Linked DNA regions of Mus musculus: regions 1 and 2 are each linked to region 3. A link is a contact called in public HiChIP or PLAC-seq data. All regions are on one chromosome and are shown on one strand. Each heading gives the region's core, a stretch centred on a gene start, on an enhancer-like site or on the middle of the called end of the contact. The rest is flanking DNA. Distances are from core to core; before and after follow the strand shown.

Evidence for each region. HiChIP or PLAC-seq counts read pairs in DNA pulled down with a chosen protein or histone mark.
Region 1: a contact with region 3 is called in an H3K4me3 HiChIP or PLAC-seq map of bone marrow-derived macrophages, with 4 times the contacts expected there. The contact joins the promoter of Abcc4 here to the enhancer-like site in region 3. A contact is called at or near these places in 1 of 39 promoter capture datasets (cranial neural crest), 1 of 484 Hi-C or Micro-C datasets (CD4 T cells), 6 of 115 datasets of contacts at active chromatin or transcription factors (astrocytes, bone marrow-derived macrophages, craniofacial prominence and 3 more) and 1 of 9 other capture datasets (embryonic stem cells).
Region 2: a contact with region 3 is called in an H3K4me3 HiChIP or PLAC-seq map of bone marrow-derived macrophages, with 6 times the contacts expected there. The contact joins two enhancer-like sites. A contact is called at or near these places in 5 of 115 datasets of contacts at active chromatin or transcription factors (bone marrow-derived macrophages, embryonic stem cells, microglia and 2 more) and 1 of 9 other capture datasets (macrophages).

Annotation. Positions count from the first base shown.
Region 1 is chr14:118,704,890-118,707,735 of GRCm38.p6, reverse strand. It overlaps Abcc4 (ATP-binding cassette, sub-family C (CFTR/MRP), member 4), which reads left to right and starts at 1,517. Exons shown (of 31, transcript NM_001033336.3): 1 at 1,517-1,700. The coding sequence starts at 1,627.
Region 2 is chr14:118,909,340-118,912,183 of GRCm38.p6, reverse strand. It overlaps Dzip1 (DAZ interacting protein 1), which reads left to right. Exons shown (of 22, transcript NM_025943.3): 7 at 681-842; 8 at 2,613-2,750. Among named protein-coding and RNA genes, the nearest start is that of Dzip1, 15 kb to the left of the region's middle. Within about 2 kb of position 1,408, at least 82 of the 459 cell types and tissues checked have an H3K27ac peak or open chromatin away from gene starts, as enhancers often do. A contact at or near this core is called in bone marrow-derived macrophages, where this site is marked.
Region 3 is chr14:118,096,772-118,099,753 of GRCm38.p6, reverse strand. No RefSeq gene overlaps it. Among named protein-coding and RNA genes, the nearest start is that of Gm31633, 7.5 kb to the right of the region's middle. Within about 2 kb of position 1,278, at least 34 of the 459 cell types and tissues checked have an H3K27ac peak or open chromatin away from gene starts, as enhancers often do. A contact at or near this core is called in bone marrow-derived macrophages, where this site is marked.

The sequences.
Region 1 (2,846 bases), core at 268-2,767, 610 kb before region 3:
TGGCTGTCCTGGAACTCACTTTGTAGACTAGGCTGGCCTCGAACTCAGAAATCTGCCTGCCTCTGCCTCCCGAGTGCTGGGATTAAAAGCATGGGCCACCATGCCCGGCTTTTTTTTTTTTTTTTTTTTTTTTTAATTGTCAACCAGACACAACCTAGAGTCACCAGAAAATTAGGAACTTCAAGTAAAGAACTGCCCAGATGGGCTTGGCTGATGGCAGCTGTGAGAGAATGACCCATTGGAGATGGCATGAGGACCCAGCCCACTGCAGGCTGGAGTCAGCACCAACAGGCCAACAGGGTTGTTGTTGTTTCAGCTCTGGGCCCGACTTCTCTCCGTGATAGACTGTTTATTACCTGCAAGTGTAAGCCTGAAATAAACTCTTTCTTATCCAAGCTGCTTCTGGTCAGAGTATTTTCTCACAGCAAAAGGACCGGTGAAATTGTCACTAGGGCCATGAATTCGAAACCGCTCTTCTTTCCTTACCCAGCGCTGAAGTGAACCAAAGCAGCAGAGGCAGTTAACACGGCCACGCCAGAACCCTGGGCTTGTGAACACTAGTCCACGAGCCAGGACCCATACCTTCCTCACTGTGTCGGGGCACCCTGGCACTTCTTATGCCAGCTTGAGTACAAGTCAGATTTCATCATCACTAACCTTAAGATCTCGGACAAGCTAGATCTTTTGAGTCTGAATTTATTCAGTAAAATAGTAATAACCATTTCGAAAAGTAAATTAGAAGCGGAGTAGGCTTATAGAAAGGCACAGCAAGGTGTCCTGTAACATCGGTTCCCTTTGCCACGGATCCTCTGGGAGCCTCTCAGGGCTCCGTGAAAGAAACATGCCAGGCAGCGTATTATCTGATTTCCCTTACCTAATCTAAGAGGACAGCCAACTGCTTACACAGGTCCGCCATGCCAAGCAATGTAGGAAAGGTCAAGAAGCCGTCCGAAATGGTAGCACTCTATTCATCTCCCCAAATCCTTGTGTCCTAATATCGGGTGGCCTGACGGTCTTCACGGCTTTAAGGTCTGCAAAGGCAATCTGATAAACCTTGCTGTTGTTCCAGGTCCGACTCTTGGCCTGCAGGTGGAACAATCTCCCACAGCACCCTATTTGGTCCTGATGAGGGCAGCATGCCAGGGGACCGCAGGCAAAGCCAGGCGGCTTTCACCAGATCTCCAGGAGCGCAAAGCCTAGGGGGCGTTTCCGAGCGCGGGGGCGGGCACAGCCGGTACCGCCCCCGCCACCTTCAGGGTGGTGCTTGGGTGCTGATCTTAAACTTCGGCAAAGTTTGCAACGGGTCTCAAGCACGTGCGGCTTCCCCGCCCGGCTCCGCGTTCCCCGAGCCGCCCCCGGTCACCTGCGCGCGGTTGGTCTCTGTCGTTTCCCCAGCGGCCGTCCCCCTGCGCTCTCACGCGACACGCTTCTCCCAGGCTCGAGGAGGCGGCGGCGACAGCGCGTAGCGGGCGCCCCGAGGAGCCCCGAGAGGCGGGGTCAGGGCGGGCCGGCGCTTGGTTCCCGGAAGCCGCTGCTTGCCTGCGAGGCTCCGGCCGAGGCCGGAGCTCGAGCATCCTCACCCGCGCTTCCCGGAGCCGCCGCCCGGCCGCGCGCACCGCGGGCGAGATGCTGCCGGTGCACACCGAGGTGAAACCCAACCCGCTGCAGGACGCCAACCTCTGCTCGCGCGTGTTCTTCTGGTGAGTGCCGGGTCCGGGCCCGTTCCTCCGTCCACGAGATGCTCCGCGTCGGCTTAGCCGCGTGTCCGATGCTCAGCGCCGGTCCCTGATGGTCGGAGGATGCGTTTCCTGCACAGCCTTACACTCCGGGCTCCTTGTCGCGCGTGCGCCACGCGGCCTGCGGTCCCCGCCCGCACCCCACGCCCGTGCCGCTCTCCTCCAGGAGGGGCACGCGGGGACCGGTGGCAGACGCAGGTGGCGCCCACCCGAAACCGTGGGGATCCATGGGAGGTGCGGGGGTGCCCTGGAGGGCGGGCTCTGTATGCCCACCTTCGCTAGCTTCCCATCCCGGCTCAGGGCTTGCACAACTCCCTCACCCAAACTGCACCTCTTTATTTCTCTTTAAGCAGCAGTGAACAGATGGGCTTATCAAAAAGCAGCTGAAGTTAGAGTTCTGGGCGAACGCCAAACTCTGTTGTCCCCATGGCCTTCTGAAACACCTTACCAGACATCTTTCAGGTCCATTGATTGCCTGTGTGTGTGTGTGTGTGTGTGTGTGTGTGTGTGTAAGGAAGTTTAACTTCTAGGATCCCGTCTCTCCTTCTGGCCCCTCTGTGTGTGTCCTAGTACCTAAGTATGGCTGTGAGTTAAAAGGTCACTTTATTACGATGTTTTATTTAGTTACGAATGGGGACACTACTCTTGAGCAAGATCAACATGATGTTTTCCTCTTGACAGAAACGCAGCCATAGTGGAGTACATTTTCCCCTGTTAGATGGACTTTTCATTTCTGCCTTTGATGGCCATATCCCTCTTGGGAATGAGTTTCGGAAGCCTGTTGGGGGTCTTACCAAGATGTGTTCAGAGACAGGAGTCAAGGTTTCCATGCCTAAAACCACTGATGGGTTCCCTGATCTGGTCTCCGCCCCACCCCTCTTTTTGTAGGAAACAGGTGAAGAGGTTTAGATAGATGACATTCCTAAGTAGTTTTCCGCCTAGTAGCCTGGGCTGGCTAGTACACGCTTGGCTAACAAGAATAGTTTTTATTCCTTGACCTCCGCCATTTCATCTTCCTCACGTTCTAATGTTACCTTTTTAAAATGTGAAAACCTAGGGAGCTTCAGAGTCATTTACTACTGTTTTTAACTGCTGATGCAGTGTGTGCAG
Region 2 (2,844 bases), core at 159-2,658, 810 kb before region 3:
AGTGTGTGTCAGTGTGTGTCTATGTCAGTGTGTGTCAACGTGTCTGTGTCATTGTGTGTGTCAGTGTGTGTCAGCATGTGTGTATGAGAGAGAGTGTGTGTGTATCGTCTGTGTATGATATATGTGTGTATTGAGCATGATATGTGTTGCATGTATGTATGCATACTCGTATGGGCTGGAGTCCTTATTCCTTTGAGACAATATCTCTCACTGAACCTGGTTAAGGCTGAATGCCCTCAGGCCTCAGCAGTGCTCCTGTTTGTGACTCGCACAGCACAGGGTTGTAAGCTCGTATGGGGCCATGCTGGGTGTATACATTGGTGTTGGGGATTTGACCTCAGATCCTCACGCTTCTGCAGCAAGCACTGTTAACCACCAAGCCGGAGCGCCAGGCTCCAAATGTGGTTTGTTTGTTTCTGTTTACTTGCATTTATTTATTGAGCACATGTATGTGGGCGTGGGTGTGTTCTTTACCCACTGAGCCATCTGCCTGCTCCCCATCTGTGCTTTGGTAGGGAAGAATCACTGTGTATAGGCCAGTGGCTTTGGAGAGTGTTACTACAGGTCTAATTCACAGAAGAAATACTAACAGATTTGGGGTGAAGCTATGATTTGTTTAAAAAATTTGCACATGTGTTATATCCAGAGCCCCTAGTGACATAATGCTAAAATAATTTCAGGACTATGAAATGCAGAAATCAAAAGAGGAAGACTTTCTGAAGCTGTTTGACAGATGGAAAGAGGAGGAGAAGGAGAAGTTACTCGAGGAGATGGAGAAGGTCAAGGGGATGTTTATGAGGGAATTTAAAGAGTTAACTTCTAAGAACTCAGCATTAGAATATGTAAGTATGCAACCTAGACGTCTTCATAGGATCGCTTGCTTTAAGATGGGTGTTAGCATGGCATCATAGCCAGGGGTCAGGTCGTTTACATGCCAAGTATACACCACCCCTCCTCCCCGGGCATCCCAGGTCGCAAGAGGCGCTGAGGAGGTAGAGCAGGTGAGCGAGACTGTTTTGTTGTGAGTGGGTGGTCTGTCCCCAGACCCTAGAACAGAACCCCTGTGGGTGTATCTGTTCCACCCAAGAGGAAACTTCCTCACCTGGTTAGGTTTAAATAGCCTTAAACCACAAACCCTTGAACGAATTCTAGAATGTTCCAAGTAGTGGGTGGAAAGGCTGATACAGATCACCAAGGCAGCAGAAGAGGAAGAGTATTTGCTAGCCCTCTCCTCGGTCCACACCTGACCTTTGAGGAGGATCGGGTCTCTAAAGTAAGCAGGAACCGGCAAGGGGGCCCTGTGCCGTGTGGGAACAGCTGTGGTCCACAGACACCTCCACATCCTCTGTGCTGATCCAGTTCCTGAGGAGAAAAGGAGGGAAATGAGGTCGATCCTTGGGCTCCCTCTAGGGGCGGACGAGTTTCAGAAGCAAAACTAAACACAACACCAGAATCCTTTTATTTATTTTCCTTTCCTGCTCAGGATCTCGTCCAAGACGCCATGTTACAGTGGGTCATTCCGACTCCTTAGGCTTTTCTGTGGCCGGGGATAGTTTGTCAGCCTTGTTGTTGTGGAAGCTAAAGATCTGAAGTGCGGGTTGTTTGTATGGCAAGTCCCGTTGCTGGGGTTCATCTGACTAGTGACAGGGTAACGTGATTAGTCAGCGTTTCTGTGGAGTGGATCTCGGAGACAGTGTGTCGCTTCGTCGAATTGTACCAAGGTCACACATGGTCTCCGTGGTCTAAGGCTTTCACTTTGGCCTTGCCACCCGGAGCTGTAGTATTGGTAGGAAGGAACTTCTGTACGGAGAAGTTTCTTTGCACTTTCAGCGGTTGCAGTGAACGGACAACGAAGTAGTGGTATAATGTCCGTGATGTTAACTTTATCGCCTGTTGTTGTCTGAGATTTTTTTTTCCATAATTAACTTTAGGGAAATTAAAACATTTATATCCCTGGTGGATTTACTGGTATGGCCTCTGGGCAGTGTTCGTCTTCTATTGCAATATCGTAACTTCTCAGAAGTGTCACAGGCGTGGTGATACACCCCTGCAATCCAGCACTGGGAGGCTGAGGCGGGGTCAGCCAGAGTTCAAGTCCAGTTGGGCCAAGGCAGCAAGATCTGCCTTAAAAAAAATAAACAGAAAGAGGAGATATACCCAGTTCCTCTCACAGATGTTTCTGTCAAGAATTTAAAGACCCATCGTCAGAGGTCAGAGGTTGGCTTGGGGAGTGGGTGAGGGGGCAGAGAGATGGCCAGCGAGTAAAGCAGCTGTGTGCAAGCCGGCTTCAGTCCGCTCTCAGTCCCTGAAATGCGCAGAAAGGCAGAAAGTGAGACTGGACTACGGTTGTCCTCTGACATGGACATGGGCATACCCTGGCTCCCAGTAACAAACCATTTTAAAAAAACATGAGTCTCCTTCCCATTTTTTCCACATTCTGGTGGAGATATCAAAGATCAGAGACTGGTAGAAAAAGAGCAAAGCGGAGGAGACAGGCAAGGGGTGTCCGGAGGGAGAGGGATGGCTGAACGCGGCTTTGTGCTTCTGGCTTCTTCGCTGTTGCCGTTAAGTCAATGTCTGACGTTTCTCTTGGTGATTCTTTTCATCCATAGCAGTTGTTAGAAATACAGAAGTCTAACATCCAGATCAAGTCCAACATAGGCACCTTAAGAGACGTTACTGAGCTGAGAGAAGACCATCTTCCGTGTCCCCAGGACTTCCAGAACATGCTACAGCTGCTTGACAGCCAGGTACAGCACGCGTGGTGACCGCGGCCACAACATGTAACATGTATCTAATTACGTGTGTGTGCCTCCATGAGCTTATGTGCACGGCATATATGCA
Region 3 (2,982 bases), core at 29-2,528:
AGGCAGAGGCAGAGGCAGAGGCAGAGGCAGAGGCAGAGGCAGAGGCAGGGGCAGAGAGGCAGAGGCAGAGGCAGAGGCAGAGGCAGGGTCAGGGTCACGGTCAGGGTCAGGGGCAGGGTCAGGGTCAGGGGCAGGGGCAGGGGCAGGGGCAGAGAGGCAGAGGCAGAGGCAGAGGCAGAGGCAGGGGCAGAGAGGCAGAGAGGCAGAGGCAGAGGCAGAGGCAGAGGCAGGGTCAGGGTCAGGGTCAGGGTCAGGGTCAGGGTCAGGGGCAGGGGCAGGGGCAGGGGCAGAGGCAGAGGCAGAGGCAGAGGCAGAGGCAGAGGCAGAGGCAGAGGCAGAGGCAGAGGCAGAGGCAGAGGCAGAGGCAGAGGAGGCAGGCAGAGAAGGCAGGCAGATCTCTGAGTTTGAGGTCAGCCTGGTATGTATAGAGAGAAAGTTCCTGTCCCAGCCAGTCAAAGCTGCATAAAGAGTCCCCGTCTCAAAAGAAAAGAAAAATAATATGACAATTTACCTTTAAATATTTCAGCACTGGTCTCCTACAAGCTACCATGTTTTATATCGAGAATGACATTTTCACATTTAAAAGTACTAAGTATTTTCACACTCTTTAATAACATATTCAGTCTCCCTGTAAGTTTTGTCCCCACACCTAGCTTTAGTAAAGGCCCTTATCTTACTATTGCTAGCTCTCCCTCGGTCTCCTCATAGACCAAGCTGACCTCACACTTGCTTTGTACCTGATGACCTTGAACTTCTGATCTTCCTGCTTCCATCCCTTGCCTGAACCACCAAGGTTTAGTTTTGTGTGATGCTGAAGATTAAACCCAGGGCTTTGAGCATGCTGGCCAGAATTCTACCAAGTAAACTGCACCCTATACTACATATCCCTATCCCTCCTAGCATGTTTGTAGTCCGATAAATACAGCTTTTTAATACATGTGTCTGATATGGACTATCTCTTCATATTTTTGGTGTTCTTTTCTAAATTGGCATCTTGCAGACCACAGATATCTTAGAGGATATAAAATACTCTTGTTTGTACCTGGTTATTCCTTCCTTCATGGTACTGGTAACTGGTTTGTCCAGTTTCTGTATTTTCATTCTACATTAGCAAGAGCTTTCCACGAGTGTCAGCTTTCCAATGCTGTGAAGCAGATCAGAGGAGGGGAGGTTTGTCTGAGCTCACGATTCTGAGGTTTTGATAGCTGTTCCATTGACCATACTGCTCCTGGGCCAGTGGCAAGGCAAGTCTCTGTGGTGTACTATGTGACAAGAGAGGCTGGTTGCCTCACAGTGACTCACTCAGAGGGAACTGGTAGCTCTTATCTCCTTGAAGGACACACCCCCAGTGACCTAACTTCCTTTATCCAGGACTCACTTCCTAAGTTTCTACCATCCCCCTATAGCATTTCTACCATCCCCCTATAGCATTTCTACCATCCCCCTATAGCATTTCTACCATCCCCCTATAGCATCATATGATGTGGACAACCAAGCCTTTGACTCATGGGCTGCAGCACTGGAGATTCAAGCTTTGACAATGGGTGGCACTGTCCATATATACGTGTGTGTAAATACATATGCATATGCATATACATACACATACACATACACATATACATGATCCCCATTTACTTATTTAGACCTTACTTTAAAAACTAATCTTTTTTTAATTCACAGGCCTATATATATATGTATATATATATATATATATATATTATAAATTTGTGTATATTAATTATATGTAATGATGGATTTCATTATGGCATTTTGATGGTCCAATTAATATTCACAAATGTACAACCTTGTTACCCTGTCTTGTCCCCACCCAGCTCTGCTAACAACTCTCCCTTTCCAAACTAGCTCCATAGAGAGAGTGGGGGAGGGCAAGATCCAGAGAAAGACATAATGAGCTTCATTAAGGTTGTCTACAGGAGTGTGGGTGGGTGAATGTTTTGTTTTTGTTTTTGTTTTCGGTTTTGTTTTTACAGGGACACGGCATATTACCAGTGTTGTATCACAAAAGAATTGTCTCTCCCTCATGATCCATTAACCACACCCAAAACCTCAGGGAGAAGTTCAGCCCATGATGGATCCAGATTTTTTTATTAGATATTTTTTTAATTTACAATTTAAATGTTATCATCTTTCCTGGTTTCCCCTCTGAGAACCCCCTATCCTCCCCCCCCCCCCCCCCCGCCTCGTGCTCCCAACCCCACCCACTCCTGTTTCCTGGTCCTGGCATTCCCCTATACTGGGGCATAGAACCTTCACTGGACCAAGGGCCTCTCCTCCCATTGATGACAGACAAGGCCACCCTCTGCTACATATGCAGCTAGAGATAGGAGTCCCACCATGTGTTTTCTTTGATTGGTGGTTTAGTTCCAGGAAGCTCTGGGGGTACTGGTTAGTTCATATTGTTGTTCCTCCTATGGGGCTGCAAACCCCTTCAGCTCTTTGGGACCTTTCTCTAACTCCTTCATTGGGGACCCTGTGCTCCATCCAATAGATGGCTGTGAGCATCCACTTCTGTATTAGTCAGGCACTGGAAGAGACTCTCAGGAGACAACTATATCAGGCTCCTGTCAGCAAGCTCTTGTTGGCATCTGCAATAGTGTCTGGGTTTGGTGGTTGTTTATGGGATGGATCCCCGGGTGGGGCAGTCTCTGCATGGTCATTCCTTCAGTCTCTGCTTCACACTTTGTCTCTGTAACTCCTTCCATGGGTATTTTGATCCATTCTAAGAAAGATCAAAGTGTCTACACTTTAGTCTTCATTCTTCTTGAGTTTCATGTGTTTTGCAAATTGTATCTTGGGTATTCTAAGTTTCTGGGTTAATATCCACTTATCAGTGAGTGCATATCATGTGAGTTCTTTTGTGATTGGGTTACCTCACTCAGGATGATGCCCTCCAGATCCACCCATTTGTCTAAGAATTTCATGAATTCATTGTTTTTAATAGCTGATTAGTACTTCATTGTG